2 separate regions of the Mus musculus genome follow, and region 1 is linked to region 2. Evidence: chromatin contacts called from public promoter capture Hi-C data. All regions are on one chromosome and are shown on one strand. The core of a region is the stretch at or near the end of the contact, and the rest is flanking DNA. Distances in the headings are between cores, read along the strand shown.

Evidence for each region. Promoter capture Hi-C pulls out the DNA fragments that hold promoters and counts their contacts.
Region 1: a promoter capture Hi-C map of hippocampal neurons shows a contact between it and region 2, with 6 times the contacts expected there. The contact joins the promoter of Krtcap3 here to the enhancer-like site in region 2. A contact is called at or near these places in 6 of 39 promoter capture datasets (the 3T3-L1 cell line, hippocampal neurons, liver and 1 more), 4 of 484 Hi-C or Micro-C datasets (embryonic stem cells, female germline stem cells and liver), 2 of 115 datasets of contacts at active chromatin or transcription factors (embryonic limb bud and pancreatic cancer cells) and 3 of 9 other capture datasets (adipose tissue, liver and pancreatic islet).

Annotation. Positions count from the first base shown.
Region 1 is chr5:31,250,327-31,253,044 of GRCm38.p6, reverse strand. Krtcap3 (keratinocyte associated protein 3) reads right to left here and starts at 1,339. Exons shown (of 7, transcript NM_001363337.1): 1 at 1,231-1,339; 2 at 942-1,126; 3 at 794-853; 4 at 474-680; 5 at 256-390; 6 at 43-150. The coding sequence starts at 1,258. The coding sequence ends at 43. Nrbp1 (nuclear receptor binding protein 1) reads right to left here. Exons shown (of 18, transcript NM_147201.2): 14 at 2,680-2,718; 15 at 2,448-2,501; 16 at 2,301-2,364; 17 at 2,098-2,153; 18 at 1,482-2,020. The coding sequence ends at 1,916.
Region 2 is chr5:31,079,517-31,082,216 of GRCm38.p6, reverse strand. It overlaps Gm38601 (a long non-coding RNA gene), which reads left to right. Exons shown (of 2, transcript XR_868326.1): 2 at 811-1,784. Among named protein-coding and RNA genes, the nearest start is that of Gm38601, 3.0 kb to the left of the region's middle. Within about 2 kb of position 1,251, at least 15 of the 459 cell types and tissues checked have an H3K27ac peak or open chromatin away from gene starts, as enhancers often do. A contact at or near this core is called in hippocampal neurons, where this site is marked.

The DNA of each region.
Region 1 (2,718 bases), core at 90-2,589, 170 kb before region 2:
CCGTCCCCAAGAATGCATCCCACCCCAGGGCCTTCACCTGACCTAAACCCAGGTCTTCTGTAAGGCCTGGAAGTCCTGACGGCCATGGAGCAGCTGCACGTTCTCCTGCCTTTTACACTCGGGAAGTTCAAGCTCTGTCAGTTCCTGCAGCTGCCCAAAGGAGGGAATTCAGTAATTGGGACTTAAATTGACACACCAGCTCCTTTTCAACACAACCAGGGTATGGAACGAGCCCTTCCTGTTCCTCTTCCTTACCTGTTCCTGCAACCCTTCCTTCCTGCAGGGCCCAATTCCCCGTAGCGTGAGTGCAGCCACACAACAGTAACCAGAAAGAGCAGCCTCAGCTGCAGACATGAACAGAGAAGGGATCCAGAGAGCCAAAGCTGTATCCTAAAACCCAAAGTAACAAAGAGGACTAGGCCTTGGAGCAAAGGTGAGGACCAGAGTTTCTCCAATAGCAAGAATAAGCTCACATAAATTCTTGTGGGATCAAAGGAGCAGTCAGTGTGTCCAGGCCCCTGGTCCAGCGGTATGGAAGGATCCATCAGTCCTGGGTGGCAATCAGCAATAAGACGGCGGCCACCATTGGCAACAGTGAGCGATACAGCCAGGAGGAGGCCCATGGAGCAGGCAGCAGACAAGAGCAGGTTCACCAAGGCCAGCGTCAGCAGGGCCCAGTGCTAGTGGGGTAGAAGACCTGGGTAAACAGCCTGTTTGTTTCTCCGTGATACTTCTCTATTTGAGGCTCCTGTCCATTGGTAGTGTGCTGAGACACCTCCTCCACCCTTCTCACCAGTCGTGGGCGAAGAAGGTTCCTGGATGCCAAGAGGGCCACAAGTCCCACTGAAACGCTCTGCGGAAGCAACAAGCCTAATAGGGCTTACTGGCTCTCAGCGCCCAGCCCAACCCGCCTTGCCTGTCCACCCTCCCGCGACGCTCACCAGTAGTCCCGAACCCACAGAAATGACATTGGCTGTGGTGTACTCAGGAGTGACCGCGCCTCGGGGGTTGGCCACGTGCCGCAGAACAGTACCATGCAACACAGCTCCCACCAGGAGGTTCACGTGGCCCACCAGGATCAGCGCGAGTCCCACGCGCATCAGCCGCCTGGGCCCTCGGGCGGCATCTGCAAGGTAGGGGGAGGGGCGGACAGTAGCCGTGCAGGGCGGGGCCCCAGGCCCAGCGTCGCCCTGTGGGACCACAGGTGCGGTAGAAAGCCGTACAACTTACCGAAGGCGCAGACGCCGCAGCACCTCATCGTGGCCGCTCTACTCCCTCCGCCCATAGGCTCTACCTGGACCTGGCTTTGTCCCGACGCCGACCTCAAGCGCCGCTTCCGCGCCGCCGCAGGCGGCTCCACCTGGCCCCGCCCCGCCCCTGACCTAAGGCCCGGCCTCCAAGGGGCCACCCTACCTGGGCCCGCCCCGCCCCAACCGAAGCGGCGGTGCCACCCACTGAGCCGCAAGCACAACACAAGATGCTTTAGCAAAAAGTAGACTTTATTACAGCAGCAACTGAGGTGATTCGAATGCCCCCCCCGGGGGGCCACCCCTGCAGCACCACCTTTCTCTCCTGCCCATGCGCCCCAGCGGGATTGTAGAACTCAGCTTCCCCAGTGCCCGTGGGCCTCCTGTCCACACAAGTAGGGCAGGAGGCAGCAGGTCAGCTACTAGCCCCCAGCTAGAAGGTGGCTGCTGAGAAGGCCCAGGCCCACGTCTGTGCAAAACAAGTAAACAAAGTGCAGAGGGGAGGAAGAGAGGGGAAGGGGCAGGGTGATACTCAACCAGGGAGCCCCTAAAGCCCTCCTAAATAATATGGGCGCGAAGGGTAATACTGACTGGGGAGAAGGGACAGGAGGACTGCAGCATGCCCAGGGACAGCCACAGCCTGGCTAGGGGCCTGGCTCAAGTGAGCTCTACGAGGAGACGGTGACAGTGGCTGTGTTGAGTGTACTGTTCCTGGTGAAGTTGAACTTGTTGAGCGTCTCCTCCAGCAGAGAAGTCAGGCGGCTCTGATCAGCCTGGGGAAGCAGCTCAGTAAGGCAGGGCTGAGAGAGGGGGGGCAGGGAGGCACCCAGAACACAGGCAGGACCCTCACCTCACTAATGAAGCCCAGCTGCACCAGCTCAGCTGCCAAGTCCGGGATGCTCTCATCTGACAGAGAGACAGGAGGGGTGCTTGAATACAGTCTGGGAGGATCAGAGCCCTGTCAAGTACTGTCCCTGTCCCTGTCCCTGACATGTCCCCTCAAGGGATATGGCTCATAGATCCTCCCTCCTCCAAAAGAAAGGAGAGGCTCACTTGGCATCAGGTCACAGCTCAGGTGCCGGTTCAATTTGTCCTCCAGCTTCAGCAGAAGTGTTAGCTAGAAAAAGGACAATCAGAATGAGGCTCCTTCTCCCCAGCAGGCCGCGTGGTCAGCCCTGGGAAGCCCCGCCCTGAGCTTACATGGTGTTTGACTCCCTCCTCCACAGATTCGATGTTGCACTGCATCAGCACCACCTGAACAGGACAGACAAGGAGGACAGTCTAGAGACTGCTCAGTGACACCCCTGAGACTTTCCGGCCCACGGAAGAAAACGGTGGCCAGCAGGCAGAAATGCATTCCATACAGGACAGTGCCTTAGTTAAGATGTCTCTATCCCCATGGCCAAAAATACAATCATACCAGAGTCCCCACCTTTCGTGTCTCCACTTCAGCTGGCTCAGGAGTTGGAGT
Region 2 (2,700 bases), core at 2-2,501:
CAATTATTTTTATTGGATGGGGACAGTCATGGATACTGGGAATCAAACTCATACTTTTGGTTGTAAGCCTAGCCTTTAACTGCTGATCCCGAGATTTTATTATTTTTAATTATGTGGTGGGTGAAGTATGTCACATATGTGTGGGTAACCCTGGACAATCCCTTGAAACTGGAGTTACAGGCTGTTGTGAGTACCCTTATATGTGGGTGCTGGAAATCAAACTCTGGTCCTCAGGAAGAATGTTATATGCTCTTAACCACCTAACAATTTCTCCAGCTCCAAATACTTTAGCTTATGCATACTCACATGCATGTTGTGAAATATCCAGAGTAGATGTGGGAACCAAACTTGGGATCTCTGTAAGAGCATTAGCCTTAACCACTCAGCCACTCCAGAGCTCCAACTTGTCCATATCTCTAAAAATTACTTTTTTATTTATTATGCCAGGTATGGTAGCACACACCTTTTATCAAAGTACTAGGGAGGCAGGGGCAGGAATTATCTCTGTGACTCCTAGAACTACAGTGAGGCCCTGTTGCAGAAAAAAGGGCTGTGTGCGCGTGCGTGCATGTGTTATGTGTGTGAGTATTTTGCCTTCATGTATGACTGACACATGCCTGCAGTGCCTGTGGAGGCCACAAGAGGTCAGACACCCTCCCATTCCTCATTAGAGTGCAATGATTCAGTCTGCAAGGCTTCCAGTACTTTTGATCCCTAGGCCATCTCCCCAGTCCCTGGGTGGTTTTTAGTGAGTCAGGGTCTCACTGGGTAGCCCTGGTTGGCCTCAAACTCCTTATGTCTCAAATTTAGATTTGCCTGCCTGTCTCCCAAGTGCTGGAATCAGAGGTATGACAGTCTTACTTAGCTGCTATAGGTAGAACCAAGGGGGGGGGGGGGGCTTGAACTCATGATCCTCCTGCCTCTGCCTCTTCAGCTTAACACACCAGCCCGCAGTACCACAATTATACACCTCCCCACTCCTGTCCTCTCTCTGTTTTCCAGGACAAGGTTTCTCTGTGTGGCCCTGGCTGTCCTGAACTTGCTGTGTAGACTAGGCTGGCCATGAAATCAGAGATCCACCTGCATGAACCACTACCACCACTAAGCACCCCTGCCATTTCTTAACCCAGATCATCTTGACTTACTATCTCAGTGTACTGCAAGCTCCTGACTGATCTCCCTGCTAGTAGGACAGTGCTTCTCCATCTATTCTGGGTGCTGCCTCCAGCCTTCCCCACAAGCTCAGCCCATTTGTCTTCATCCTGTTTTGTCTCTCACCAGCCAACATCCCTACCATCTGTGGGATGGTGCTACAGGGTCAGCCTCCTGCCAGATTTACACGGGAAACTTCAAACTCCACTCTTCACGGCTCTCAGGCCTTGACACGCCTAGTGGTCAGCTAGGGGGTAGGATGCAGAGCTCTGGAGGGCCACTGACTTTCAAGCAATTTTCTATACTTGCTGTAATTTTCCCAATTTTCTATAACCTCGAGGAGCTGGAGGTAAATGACGAGCTGTCTTTCGATGGGTTGGATAGGTTTGAAGGATTCATCTAAAATACCCAAAGAAATATTAGATCTGCAAAATGCTTAGGTCAGCACCTGACACAGAACTGTTAACTGATCCCGAAAAAAAATAGGTCAAATGTCTTGAGTATTGAGGTCAGGAAACTGACTTCAGGCGGCTAGTGAGAATCACACAGCACACTCAAGGTGGCTTCTCGGCAGATGGAGAAAAGTCTCAGCCAGACATGGCGATTTAATTAAAATGTTTTCTTTGCTAATAGCTGCTTTCATTTTTATCTCCTTGTATTCTAAGACCTAACTTCTGGCTGTAGGGGAGTTTATTCAATTTAGAGCTGTGTTATGATTAGGAGAGCCAAAGCAAGCAGGGCAGGAACACCTCCCACCACTTAGCAACTAAGGAAAATGTGCATGCCACTTGGCAGCAATACCGCTTCCACACGGGGAGGGATGGCTCCAAGTTCTGCAGAAATCTGCGGCAGCCTCATGGGCTCCAGTTTTACACTTGTACAGTCTAAGTGGAACAAAGCACCGGTAAGAAATATCCTTCATGTGGTATTGCTTGCAGCCGGTCAGGCTTACCCCTCCGGTTGGGGAATTGGCTGGAAATGAGAAGATTCAAGACAGGAAGGGGTTCATTCACACAATAGCAGGCCTGGCTGTCTCAGCCCTCTTTAGAACATAAAACTGTACCTAGATCCACTGCTCTTCAACAGCACCCATGTTCCTTTGAGAATTGATACACAAATCTCAGCCTATGGTATCTCAACCCCACCCCCACCAAGCGGGAACCCTTTGCCAAACCTGGCTCACCTCTGTACAGCAGACCATTCCACCCTCTGCCAGGCTGTAGTGTACCTGAGATCTTTTACCCAGCCCTGCGCCTGCCCACCCGCCCTTTCTGAGTCATGGTCTCTGCAAACAGGTTCCATTTAGAACACTTCAGTTGCTCTCTGCTCTCCCGCTACTTCATCTGTGTAGCCCGTCTCTCCTGGTTTTGGATGTCTTTAAAGCCAGAAATGACCTGTTCCTTTTTTTTTTTTTTTTTTTTTTTTTTTTTTTTTTTTGGGTTTTCGAGACAGGGTTTCTCTGTATAACCCTGGCTGTCCTGGAACTCACTTTGTAGACCAGGCTGGCCTCCAACTCAGAAATCTGCCTGCCTCTGCCTCCCAAGTGCT